Regions from separate parts of the Callithrix jacchus genome. Here region 1 is linked to region 2. A link is a contact called in public Hi-C data. All regions are on one chromosome and are shown on one strand. Each heading gives the region's core, a stretch centred on a gene start, on an enhancer-like site or on the middle of the called end of the contact. The rest is flanking DNA. Distances are from core to core; before and after follow the strand shown. Region 1 holds the start of IFT52 (intraflagellar transport 52). Region 2 holds the start of SRSF6 (serine and arginine rich splicing factor 6).

Region 1 (6,530 bases), core at 1,853-4,352, 130 kb after region 2:
AATGGTTCTATCTTTTCTGAGATTGTAAAAGCACAATTGTCTTAATCAGGATAAAAAATAAAAATGAAGAAAAACTATGCTGTTGAATGGATCATGCTAAAACCTGTTTATTGAGCAAATTCCAAGTTTTATATGCATGATCTACAATCCTCACTACAAGCCAGCACTTAGAAATTATTAACTTTGGGCCAGAGCGGTGGATCACACCTGTAATCCCAGCACTTTGGGAGGCCAAGGTGGGCGGATCAAGAGGTCAAGAGTTTGAGACCAGTCTGGCCAACATGGTGAAACCCTGTCTCTACTAATAATACAAAAACTAGCTGGGCCTGATGGTGGGAACCTGTAATCCCAGCTACTTGGGAGGCAGAGGCAGGAGAATTGCTTGAACCCAGAAGGCAGAGATTGCAGTCAGTGGAGATCGGGCCACTGCACTCCAGCCTGGGCGACAGAGCAAGACTCTGTCTCAAAAAAAAAAAAAGAAATTATTAACTTCACTTTACAGACAGGGAACAATTGCTCAGAGACTATAAAAATTGTCCAAGGTCACCCAGCTGGTACAAGTCACAGCAATGAATTGAACTCGGTGACAACTGATTCTGAAACTCTTACTTTTTTGGGGGCGGTGGGGGGGGTGGGGGCCGGACAGAGTTATGCTCTTGTTACCCAGGCTGGAGTACAATGGCGCCATCTCGGCTCACTGCAACCTCTGCCTCCTGGCTTCAAGCAATTCTCCTGCCTTTGTCTCCCAAGCAGCTGGGATTACAGGCACCTGACATTACACCCAGCTTTTTTTTTTTTTTAGTAGAGATGGGGTTTCACCATGTTGGTCAGGCTGGTTTCAGACTCCTGACTTCAAGTGATCCACACGCCTCGGCCTCCAAAAGTGCTGGGATTACAGGCATGATCCACTGCGCCTGGCCAAAACTCATACTCTTTCTACAATCTCTAACAGCAGGAGAAATGCTCTGGGCAGGTGCTCTAGCAAACACTGACTGCACATCAGGCAGAAGGATCCCAAGATTTGTTTCAGCCTTCAAATGGGACAGCCTACACTCTCTCTCCAGTGAAAAGACTTCATTTCCATTGTTACCCTAAATCCAAACTGTATTCACCCAATTTTGCACCAGAATACAGAATCTCCAAGTCTCTCTCTCTCTCTGTGTGTGTTTATGTGTGTTTAAAGAGACAGGGTCTCACTCTGTTGCCCAGGCTGGGGTGCAGTGGAGTGATCATGGCTCACTGCAAACTCCTGGGCTCCAGCAATCTTCCTACCTCAGCCTCCCAAGCAGCTAAGACTACAGGTGTGTGCCATCATGCCTGGCTAATTTTCTTATCATTACCATTACTATTGTAGAGAAAAGGTCTCACTATGTTACTCAGGCTGGTCTCAAATTCCTGGTCTCAAGCAGCCCTCCCACCTCAGCCTCCCAAAATGCTGGGAGTACGGGCATGAGCCACTTCATCCGACCAAAGAGAATTCTCAAATCATCTTCTTCTCCATTTTCTTTATCTTTTCTTTGAGACAAGATCTTACTATGTTGCCTAGGCTAGAAGAGTTCAGTGGCACGCTGACGGCTCACTGCAGCCTTGACCTCCTGGTCAATCAATCCTTCCGCTTCAGCCTCTCAAGCAGCTGGGACTACAGGTGGGCACCACCATGCCCAGCTAATTTTTTGTATTTTTAGTAGAGACAGCGTTTCGCCATGTTGCCAGGCTGGTCTTGAACACCTAGGCTTATGAGAGCCACCTGCCTCGGCCTCCCAAAGTGCTGGGATTATAGGAGAGTGCCACTGCGCCTGGCTTGTCTCCACTTTTAAAATTTGCAGTGACAGAAATTGTGGAAAGCAAGACAAATTGTGTGTGTTTTAATATTCTAAACTCGAAGACAAACATAAACGTAAATAAAAACTGTCGAGGCCGGGCGCGGTGGCTCATGCCTGTAATCCCAGCACTTTGGGAGGCCGAGGCAGGCGGATCACAAGGTCAGTAGTTTGAGACCAGCCTGCTCAACATAGTGAAACCCCATCTCTATTAAAAATACAAAAATTAGCCGGGTGTGGTGGCAGGCGCCTGTAGTCCCAGCTACTCAGGAGGCTGAGACGGGAGAATAGCTTGAACCCGGGAGGCAGATTGCAGTGAGCCAAGACCATGCCATTGCACTCCAGCCTGGGTGACAGAGACTCCATCTCAAAAAACAAAACAAAACAAAAACTGTCAGAGCCGTCTGCACTCATCAGTTTGAGTCTTCCAGATTGCTGCAGCGTTGTTCACACATCCACACACCTCTCAAGGCAGGCACAGAGCGCTTTCCTGGGGAACCGGGAGGCCTATTGGTGGTTGTAGGCTTCTGGTTCCCACCTTAATGGTGATGACAGGGCAACTTGTATTGGTGATGCTCTTTGCAGAAGTAGTTCTTTCTGCCCGGAACGCCCTTCCCCAGCCCTTGCCTTAATGAATGCCACTCTTTCTTCAGATAATCTTCTCAAGGGGGGCGCTTTTTTGACCAGCTTAGCCGTCAGACTCCCTAATACAGTTAATAGTTTTCACAATTTTGTAGAATCTGTTCAAGTTCTAACTCCCCACCCAAGGGGCGGCGGGCTTATAGCCATCCGCGCTGGCGCTCAGGTCTGGTAACATGGCAAGCGAAGATACGGGGTTAATAAAATAGAATTATCCGGTGCTATTAGTCTCAACACTAATCCTGCCCACCCTTTTCTGGTAAGTAGTTCCTAATAGTCCGGCCCCGCCCTCGCCCGACTCCGCCCTATGCCTGGGACTTGGGAATCGTCGGGGGGCGTCCTCCAACCGCTCCCGGAAGTCTTCACTATTCTCCTACCTGCGGGTGGAGCAGAGTTTGTGCCCTTGGGTCCTACTGTTGTTATTAGTCTTTAGTCAAAATTGGTATTAAAGAACAAAATTCAGTGGGTTGATTTTTGGTGAAAAGTTAATTCTCTGGAGGGAGGGGGTTGGAAAAAAAAGTTAATTCTCGTTGTGTTTGGATTTACCCCTCATGCACCAAATGGCACAGTCCCACATCAGCCAGGCTCCCTCCAACACCCACGGCGCCCGCGACGGAAAGGCGCCTCCCGTGCTGTCGTCATCACGTCGACCGGAGGTAGCGCAGCGCCCTGGGCCGCGCCTTCTCTGCGCGCCGCCGCGCCTCCCCGGTTACTATGCGGCCTTAGATACCTGGCCGCAGGCTGCTGTGTGGCGTCAGGTGAAGGTGGTCCCTGGGCCTCAGGTAAAGCTCTCCAACCGTGGTGGGCCGGCTGGGGCGTTGGGGCGGCCTGGTAGCTGGCAAGGGCCTCGCCACACTCTTCGAGGCCGCTGGACCGGTCATGAAACATCCGGGGTGACTGGAGTGAAGTAAACTGAGGGCGCGGACGTAGGCCGGTGTCCTGGCGCTCCTGTTGGGCGCCCATCTCCACCGCCTCTTGTGGCGCGGGTGTTGAGTCGTTCCGTTGACTATGAAAGAGCATCGGACGAGGCATCGTAAAGTCATTTTTTTTTGAGACGGAGTTTCGCTCTTGTTACCCAGGCTGGAGTGCAGTGGCGCGATCTCGGGTCACCGCAACCTCCGCCTCCTGGGTTCAGGCAATTCTCCTGCCTCAGCCTCCTGAGTAGCTGGGACTACAGGCACGCGCCACCATGCCCAGCTAATTTTTTGTATTTTTAGTAGAGACGGGGTTTCACCATGTTGACCAGGATGGTCTCGATCTCTTGACCTCGTGATCCACCCGCCTCGGTCTCCCAAAGTGCTGGGATTACAGGCTTGAGCCACCGCGCCCGGCCGTCTTTTTTTTTTTTTTTTAATATATATTTTATTGCGTTCTGGCATTGTAAAGTCTTAATCTGTCTTCTGTCGTGGCTGCGACCCCTTGGTCATTTGTGTGGGAAAATATTGATTTGACTGGTAATGTTATTGAAAAGAAAGCAAGAGAATGGTTGGACAGCGCTACCCGAATATTCGTTCTTTTTATCTTTTTAAAGGCCTTATACTATTATTAAGGAAGTGCATTTTTGTTTAGTTCTGACTGTACAGAAACGCAGACCTGCTACCCTCACCAGGGGCTGAACTAACAGTAGAACATAAAAAGATAGATGTATCACAATGGTGGCATCATGGAAGGAGGAGTTTTTCAACTGGACAAAATGGCGTTGAAGTTCATAAGGAAGAATATGTCAGAGTAGCCAGGAAAATTCTAAAATTAATGGTAATAAGGGAGATTAGCTCTCCAGAACCACCAGATATTATAAAGGTATAGCAATTAAACTAGCATGGAAGATAGGTACAGCACTGTGGACCTGTTGTCCTAGCTACTTGGTAGGCTGAGGTGGGAGGATCCCTTAAGCCCAGGAGTCCCTTAAGCCCAGGAGAGACCAGCATGGGCCATGATAGGGAAACCCTGCCTCTGGGGGAAAAATGAAAAAAAGGCAGTATGGAACACAGCAGGAGCTTACAGGCAGATAGAATATATTAGAACTCAGAATAAGAGCCAGATATATATAGGATTTATTATATAGGCAAGGTGGTACTGTATTTCAAATCAGCATTGAAAAGATGGATTGGGGTTGGGCAGCTTTTTAGTAATTTAGAAAGTAATTAAACCGCTGAGTGCAGTGTCTCACACCTGTAATCCGAGGACTTTAGAAGGCTGAAGGGAGTGGATTACTTGAGGTCGGAAGTTACAGACCAGCCTGGACAACATAGTGAAACCCTGTCTCTACTATGGCACGCACCTGTAATCCCAGCTACTGGGAAGGCTGAGCCAGGAATTCTCCCGCTTGCACCTGGAAGGTGGAGATTGCAATGAGCCCAGATTGCGCCACTGCACTCCAGCGTGGGTGACAGAGTGAGACTATGGAAAATTAAAAAAAAAAAAAAAAAAGGAATGAAGCCCATATTGAGCACCACAGTAATTTCCAATCGGACTAAAATTTAGATGTTAAAAAAAATTACAGCACGAATTAGCCAAGTGTGGTGGTCACCTGTTGTCCTAGCCACTTAGGAGGCGGAAGCACAAGAATCTCTTGAACCTGAGAGGCCAAGGTTATGGTGAGCCGAGATCTGTGTCACTGCACTCCAGCCTGGGCAACAGAGCAGACTTGTCTCAAACAAAAAAATTACATCGCAAAGTACTGAAAGTAAGCTTTGTTGAATTTATTTATAATCTTAGAATAACAGAAACTCTTCTAAATGTGTCATGTAATCCAGAAGCCAGAAAGGAAACGACAAATACTTTTAACTCCATTAACATTTTAAATCTATGTGTCCTGCAAAATTCAACCAAAGCAAAAAACTACCAGAAGCCAAATAAACTTATGAAAATGTTTGTTTAATGATCAATTAGAAAAATATGAAACCCAACTGGGTACCCACACTTTGGGAGGTTGAGGTAGGAGGATCACTTGAGGCCAGAAGTTCAAGACCAGCTTGGGCAACATAGTGAGACCCCATTTCTACAAAAAATATTAAAAATTAGCTGGATGGACATGGTGGTTCGTGCCTGTAGTCCCCGCTACTCAAGAGACTGAGGTGGGATTGCTTGAGCCCAGCAGGTCAAGACTATAATGAGTTGTGATTATACCACTTCACTCCAACCTGGGTGACATAGTGGGACTTTTATCTCAAATGGTAATAAGAATAAATTTTTAAAAAGAAAAATTTAGACCAGGCGCGGTGGCTCAAGCCTGTAATCCCAGCACTTTGGGAGGCCGAAGCGGGTGGATCATGAGGTCAAGAGATCGAGACCATCCTGGTCAACATGGTGAAACCCCGTCTCTACTAAAAATAAAAAAAAAATTAGCTGGGCATCATGGCATGTGCCTGTAATCCTAGCTACTCGGGAGGCTAAGACAGGAGAATTGCCTGAACCCAGGAGGCGGAGGTTGCGGTGAGCCGAGATTGCGCCATTGCACTCCAGCCTGGGTAACAAGAGCGAAACTCCGTCTCAAAAAAAAAAAAGAAAGAAAAATTTAAAGAGAAAAATGAGCAGAGTACATGGACAGAAAATCGGAAGAAATCCAAGTGGCAGAAATCTCTAGCAAGAGACTGCCATCTCACGAATTTCAACGTGCATATTAAAACAGTAATTAAGGGGGATTTTTGACAAAGATGACAAAGACTGGAAATAGGCTTGTGTGGAAACAGAAGTGTGTTAATGGAAGTATAAATGAGTATATTTTTTGGAGGGCAATTTGGAAATTCTTTACTTGGCTATTCAATAGGAAAGAATCTACAAATATGCAGAGGGCACAAAAACATGTTTAACATTGATGTTTTTAGTATTGTTTTACTAGAAAATATTTGAAAAAATATGTCAATCAGTATATGACTGGTTAAATAAATTGTGGTATATCCATAAAACGAATACCGTGCAGCTTTTTTGCTTTTTTTATTTTGGTCGTTGTTGTTGTTTAAAGACGGGGTCTCACTCTGTTGCCCAGGCTGGAGTGTAGAATGGTGTGATTGTGGCTCACTGCAGCCTCAACGTCCTGGGCTCAAGGAATCCTCCCACCTCAGCCTCCTG
Region 2 (6,700 bases), core at 2,070-4,569:
GCCACAGTCAGAGAAGCAGATGTGACAAAGGAGAATGGGACTGGGGTCAGAGTGATTGACTGTAAGGTCACAACTGAAGTTAATGGCTTTGAAGATGGAGGAAGGAATCATAAGCCAAAGAGTGCCAGCAGCCTGGAAGACTCAAGGGAACAGATTCTCCCCTAGAGCCTCCTGAAACAATGCGGCCCAGGCCGGGCGCTGGAGCTCACATCTGTAATCCCAACATTTTGGGAGGCTGAGGTGTGGGTAGATCACCTGAAGTCAAGGGTTCAAGACCAGCCTGGCCAGCACAGTGAAACTCTGTCTCTACTAAAATGCAAAAATTAGCCAGGCATGGTGGCACACCTATAGACCCAGCTACTCAAGAGGCTGAGACAGGAGAATTATTTAAACCTGGGAGGCAGAGGTTGCAGTGAGTTGAGACTGCCATTGCACTCCAGCATGGGCAACAGTCTCAAAAAAAAAAAAAAAAAAGAAAGAAAGAAAGGAAAAGAAAAGAAAAAAAAGAACACAACCCTGCTAACATCTTGATTTTAGCTCAGTTCACTGCAGTCTTCGGCTCTTCAAAACTGTAAGGTAATCAATGTGTGTTGCTTTAAGCCATTAAGTTGGTGGCAATACACTGCAGCAGCCACAGGAGTTAGATTTAATTTGTTCCCAGGTTCTTAGTGCAAGCGTTAAAAAAAAAGTAATGACTAGGTTTGCTTTTTTTCTTTTACTTTTCCTTTTTTTTTTTTTGAGACAGAGTCTCACTCTGGGCATATGCCTTGATACTCTGGGCCCGATTCACCTACTGAGTAGGAAAAAAATTGTATGTTCATAGTTACTCATATTCTAACCATTACATTTCTGGCTGGGCAAGTGGCTCACGCCTGTGATCCTAGCACTTTGGCAGGCCGAGGCAGGCAGATCACTTGAGGTCAGGAATTTGACACCAGCCTGGTCAACATGATGAAACCCTGTCTCTACTAAAAATACGAAAAATTAGCTGGGCATGGGGGGCGGGGCGCACCTGTAATCCCAGCTACTTAGGAGGCTAAGGCAGTGAACCTGGGAGGCAGAAGTTGCAGTGAGCCAAGATCACACCACTGCAATCCAGACTGGGTGACAGAGCGAGACTGTGTCTCAAAAACAAAAACAAAAACAAAACCTAGTCGTTACATTTCCTCCGTATATCAGTCAGATAATATCAAGTATTTAAATAGTTTGGTATATTCTTGTCCTTGAGCTATGCAACTTCATTGTCCTTCAACATCTGGCTGAAAACTCCTGTTAATCCTTGAACCTGGAGAACACAAAGGAGGCCCTATCTCAGCACCACACATCCCTGCACTCTCAGAAGTACTACATCACTGATTTTTTAAGTTGGAGTTTCACTCTTGTTGCCCAGGCTGGAGCGCAACGGCATGATCTTGGCTCACCACAACCTCTGCCTCCCAGGTTCAAGCGATTCTCCTGCCTCAGCCTCCCGTGTAGCTGGGATTTATTACAGGTGCCTGCCACCATGCCGGCTAATTTTTTTTTTTTTGTATTTTTACTAAAGACGGGGTTTCACTATGTTAGCCAGGCTGGTCTCAAACTCCTGACCTCGTGATCCACCTGCCTAGGCCCCCCCAAAGTGCTAGGATTACAAGTGTGAGCCACCACGCCTGGTCTTTTTTTTTTTTTTTTTTTTCCGAGACAGGATCTCAGTGTTGCTCAGGCTGGACTGCAGTGATGCAATCACAGCTCACTGCAGCCTAGACCTGCACTCAAGTGATCCTCCCACTTCAGCCTCCCTAGTAACTGGGAGTACAGGCATGTGACACCACGCCCAGCTAATTTTCACAATTTTTTTTGTAGAAACAGGATCTCGCCATGTTGCCCAGGTTGATATCGAACTCTTGGGCTCAAACAATCCTCTCACCTGGGTCTCCCAAAGTGCTGTGATTACAGGAGTGAGCTACCATGCCTTGCTCCTTTTTTTCTTTCTTTGAGTCGGAGTCTCGCTTTGTCAACCAGGCTGGAGTGCAGTGGCATGATCATAGCTCACTGCAGCCTTGAACTCCTGGGCTCAAGCGATCCGCCTGCCTCAGCGTCCCAAGGTGCAAGGATTACAGACTCATATTTTTAATTTATCTAACTTTAAGCACGGCCTGTACCTCCCCAAGTCGTGACAAACAACGACGTTTTCCTCCAGACTACCTTAGCTCCAGGAGGGCAAAACCACCCTTTTTCAACCAGAAGTTGAAGGATATTGAGGTCACACCACTCAAAACAGAGCGGGAATACAAAAATATCAGAGCTGGTGTTATCTCAGTGATACCTCTTTTAACTTCAGTGACACCCTACTCTCGTGGTCTTCTCCTACCTCCCTAGCCACTCTCCAGTCAGTCTCCTTTCCTGTACTTAAATTTCACAGTACCCCAGGAGTTGGCCAGGGTCTTCCGCTCTCGACTGAAACTTATTTCTTTGAGGTTTTCATCTAGTTCTCCAACTTTAAATAGCATCTCCATTGATAAGCTCACAAATAAGGCACTTTCAAGTCAGTGGAAGAAATGACAGAAGAACAAAGGACTTTCCATATACGGGGGAAAAAAAAAATCGTTCATCGCTGTGGGAGGGCTGCCGGATCTCGGCCGCGCTCCCTTTTGAGCGCCTACAGTGAGAGTAGGATTCCCACAGACCCCCAATCCATAAGTGAGTCAGGGCTCCAAGAAAGACCCACGGAGGGAGAGGGGAACGTCCGGGGAGGCGGAGGCTGATGAAGGCTGCCAGTGAGACCCGCAGAGGCTGATGTCGGCAGGTCTGCGCGCTCGCAACCGGACCCCCCCACCCGGTCAGCAGGAGGACCTTGGTGCGCGATCCTCGGATTCCGCGAAACCCGACAACCGACTGGATCCAAGAGCGCGGTCACCTCTAAAGTGACCATCAACCAATCGCTGGAGGAAATCCGCAGCCTCGTTTTAAGCGACCAATCCGAGACCGCGACGACCTATTATGACACGCTCGAGAACCAATGAAAAATGGGAATTCTCTTAGCCTGCCTCCTGAGTTTCAAGAGATCGCTCAAAGTTTTATAAACGGTACAAATTAGAAAACAACTATTCTGCAGCTGGATTAGAGACATTGTGTTTTCAAAGACGGTGGAGAGGACTGGAGTAAATTCTAGAACCGAGCAAGACCGCACTACCCCAGAACGTCGCAGGCAGCGGACTAGCTACTCACAATCTAGCCCAGGGCCGACACGGGAGAGACGTGCCGCTGCGCGCTGACGTCACGTGCCAGGCCCCGCCCCACCGGCCGCCCATATAGCGTAAGTCTGGCGCGCGCGCGCACCATTGTGTGGCTGGACTCGGCCGCCGCTGCGGTGTGAGGCGCGTGTTCGAGCTTTTGCCGTCCCCGCACCCGCACCGCGGCTACTGGCTTGCGGTCCGCCGTTCAACAACCAGCCCTTGGGCCCCTGCCCGCCACGGACATGCCGCGCGTCTACATAGGACGCCTGAGCTACAACGTCCGGGAGAAGGACATCCAGCGCTTTTTCAGTGGTTATGGGCGCCTCCTCGAAGTAGACCTCAAAAATGGGTGAGTCGGGCCTGAGCGCCCGCGCCTAGCGTCCCAGGCCTGGTGGCGGCGGGAACTCTCCTAGGAAAGAGGCGGCGAAGGCCGCGGCGCCGCGTGGCAGGGCCTTCAAGATGGCGGCGGCGCGGCGCCGCGGGGGCGCGCGGCGGGTTGCGGGCGCGCGCACGTGCGTGCCCTGACTAACGACGCCCCCGTCGGTATCCGGCCCTCGCACCGCCCCCAGGTACGGCTTCGTGGAGTTCGAGGACTCCCGCGACGCCGACGACGCCGTTTACGAGTTGAACGGCAAGGAACTCTGCGGCGAGCGCGTGATCGTAGAACACGCCCGCGGCCCGCGTCGCGATCGCGACGGCTACAGCTACGGAAGCCGCAGTGAGTCCCACCCCCGCGCGCTCCGCGCCCTTGGGGACCCTGGGGGGCGGGGGTGTGTGGGGTGGGGCCTCCCAGCCCGGGCAGGCGCGAGGACCGGGGGTCGTTTGACTCGGGAATCCCCGAGTCCCGCCGCCTTCACGTCTGCCCGGGGTAGGCATGGGACGCCGGAGCGCGGGGATTGGGGTGTTTGGTTTTGTTATTTGCCAAGTTGGGAGGTGGGTGGCTTCTTCTGGCCCCTTGTCAGCACTGTCACGGGTTCTTCCCACAGAGGAAGTAAGGGGTGGCTGTATTTGTTGTATCCCCCTTACTTACCTGTCAGTGCATTAGTTAGAGGATTAGAGGCAGGCTGGGGTGGAGGGGGGCGGGGGGGACGGGGGACGGGGAAGGGAGGATCTTAAAGTACAGATTTTAAAGCTATGGAAATTGATGGGGCCAAAGAAAGTACTATTTCAAAGTAATGTGGTGTTGTACCACAAAGTAGATCTAAATAAGCTTTATGCTGTATTTGAACTAGTTGGGGCATGTTATTGGGAGGAGGTGGGGGGATTTTTGGTTATGTTAAATGTTTGATGTTTAAACTGTTGCATGTTGAATTCAAACTTTTTAACAAGTCCTTGATGTTTCAATTTGAAAGTGACCAATGGGGCTGAGGCTGTGTCCACTGAGGCTAAGATGACTGCCTTTCCTGATTGGCCTTGGCTTTTCCATACATTGTGTGACCCTTGCCCTATGACCCTTTGGCTGACCTTACCGGAAGCCATGACGACAGCAGCCTTTTGCCATTAGACGCAGGGTGATGGTGAGGATTCCAAGGGTTAGACAAAACTGGTTAATCTGAACTAGGTGACTGTTACCTTGCGTGTTTTGTGGCCAAACCACCACCAAAAACCTCACACTGTGATGTAAGTACTTAGTGTAAAACTAGTAAACATTTTTGTAAAATGTAGAAATGCATGTAATCAGTTAAGTTTTATATTTTACAATGTTCTGTAAAATAAAACTTAGCGAGGTAAATTGAATAAAGGAGCAGTCACTCTCTAACAGATTGTAGGAGAGGTTTAGTTGGATTTAGTCTATTGGACTTGCCCTTAATTTAATTTATGGCAAATCGCAAATGTGTCAAAGGTTTAGCAATATAATAGCAAAGTCCTACTCCAGTAAATAAAAGTTGATATGTTTGTACTAACTTTCAAAGACATGCATTTCTATCATTACAAGGCATCTAATTGTTCCCTTCATGTGATAAAGGTGGTGGAGGTGGATACAGCAGTCGGAGAACATCTGGCAGAGACAAATATGGACCACCTGTTCGTACAGAATACAGGCTTATTGTAGAAAATCTTTCTAGTCGGTGCAGTTGGCAAGATTTAAAGGTGTGTGCTATAATTCAGGCTACGAGTGAATGCTTTAAAGTAGCCTTTTTTTACATTCTTATTTCTGGGAATTTATTGTAATATATAGATCTTTCAAGATTTCTGAGTATGACTAGTCTTGCCATTTTAGGATTTTATGCGACAAGCAGGTGAAGTAACCTATGCAGATGCCCACAAGGAACGAACAAATGAAGGTGTAATTGAGTTTCGCTCCTACTCTGACATGAAGCGTGCTTTGGACAAACTGGATGGTACAGAAATAAATGGCAGAAATATTAGGCTTATTGAAGACAAGCCACGCACAAGCCATAGGCGATCTTACTCTGGAAGCAGATCCAGGTAACTTGTGGGGAGGAAACAATATTTGCCAATAAAACAAAAAGGAAGTAATTGGGTAATTTCAGTTGTTGCCTACTTGAATTAAAGCCAGCTTTTAGTTTCTCTTGGCTATAATTGGGTTTTTTTCTAGTTGTTTTGACAGATTTAATTTTGTAGTAAAGAAATACATTATTCTTTGGCTTATCTATTTTTGCCAAATAGCACAGATTTATTTAAGGTGGACTGGGATTAAGAGTTCATTGTGTTTTTCATAATAGGTCTCGATCTAGAAGACGGTCACGAAGTAGGAGTCGCAGAAGCAGCCGCAGTAGATCTCGAAGTATCTCAAAAAGTCGCTCCCGGTAAATAATGTGTTGAGTCTCTGAATATTACTGTACTTGTTTATGGAGTTACGTGTATGTTCCTACAGAGTTTTGAGAAAATTGGTCTTCTCTTGTCCAGTTCCAGGTCGCGGAGCAAAGGTCGGTCACGTTCTCGATCAAAAGGCAGGAAATCTAGATCAAAGAGCAAATCTAAGCCCAAGTCTGATCGGGGCTCCCATTCACATTCTCGAAGCAGATCTAAGGATGAGTATGAGAAATCTCGAAGCAGGTCTCGGTCCCGATCCCCCAAAGAAAATGGAAAGGGTGATATAAAGTCAAAATCCATGTCAAGGAGCCAGTCCCGTTCCAATTCGCCACAACCTGTTCCACCCTCAAAGGCTCGTTCTGTGTCCCCTCCACCAAAAAGAGCTACTTCAAGATCCCATTCTAGATCTCGCTCAAAGTCAAGATCAAGGTCCAGGTCGAGTTCCAGAGATTAACTCAGAACTCCTCTCTCTTCTTTGCACACGATTACAGAACACTTTCCTTCTTGCTTAGGCAGTTACTCTTACATGTTTGTACCTGGCCTCTTCTGCAAGAGGAATTCTCCTGAAGTCAGGGGCACACAGAAATTTGATTTGTGGCCAAATTTGATGAAAAAGATGAGGTTCTAAGGAAATGGTGGCATGAAGTCAAAGACCCTCTCCCTTCTTTGTAGAATTAAGATAACTTTGATTTTATAGCTTTTGAGCT

Evidence for each region. Hi-C and Micro-C count contacts between places; a contact is called where the count stands out from the background.
Region 1: a contact with region 2 is called in a Hi-C map of skeletal muscle, with 2.6 times the contacts expected there. The contact joins the promoter of IFT52 here to the promoter of SRSF6 in region 2. A contact is called at or near these places in 2 of 3 Hi-C or Micro-C datasets (both in skeletal muscle).

Annotation. Positions count from the first base shown.
Region 1 is chr5:38,971,614-38,978,143 of calJac240_pri, forward strand. IFT52 (intraflagellar transport 52) reads left to right here and starts at 3,103. Exons shown (of 13, transcript XM_078371721.1): 1 at 3,103-3,241. It overlaps SGK2 (serum/glucocorticoid regulated kinase 2), which reads left to right. Exons shown (of 14, transcript XM_078371723.1): 14 at 953-1,151.
Region 2 is chr5:38,840,221-38,846,920 of calJac240_pri, forward strand. It overlaps SRSF6 (serine and arginine rich splicing factor 6), which reads left to right and starts at 3,320. Exons shown (of 6, transcript XM_003732831.6): 1 at 3,320-3,564; 2 at 3,785-3,933; 3 at 5,182-5,306; 4 at 5,437-5,645; 5 at 5,903-5,986; 6 at 6,087-6,700. The coding sequence starts at 3,458. The coding sequence ends at 6,447. It overlaps LOC144582476 (a long non-coding RNA gene), which reads right to left and starts at 3,237. Exons shown (of 2, transcript XR_013535204.1): 1 at 3,208-3,237.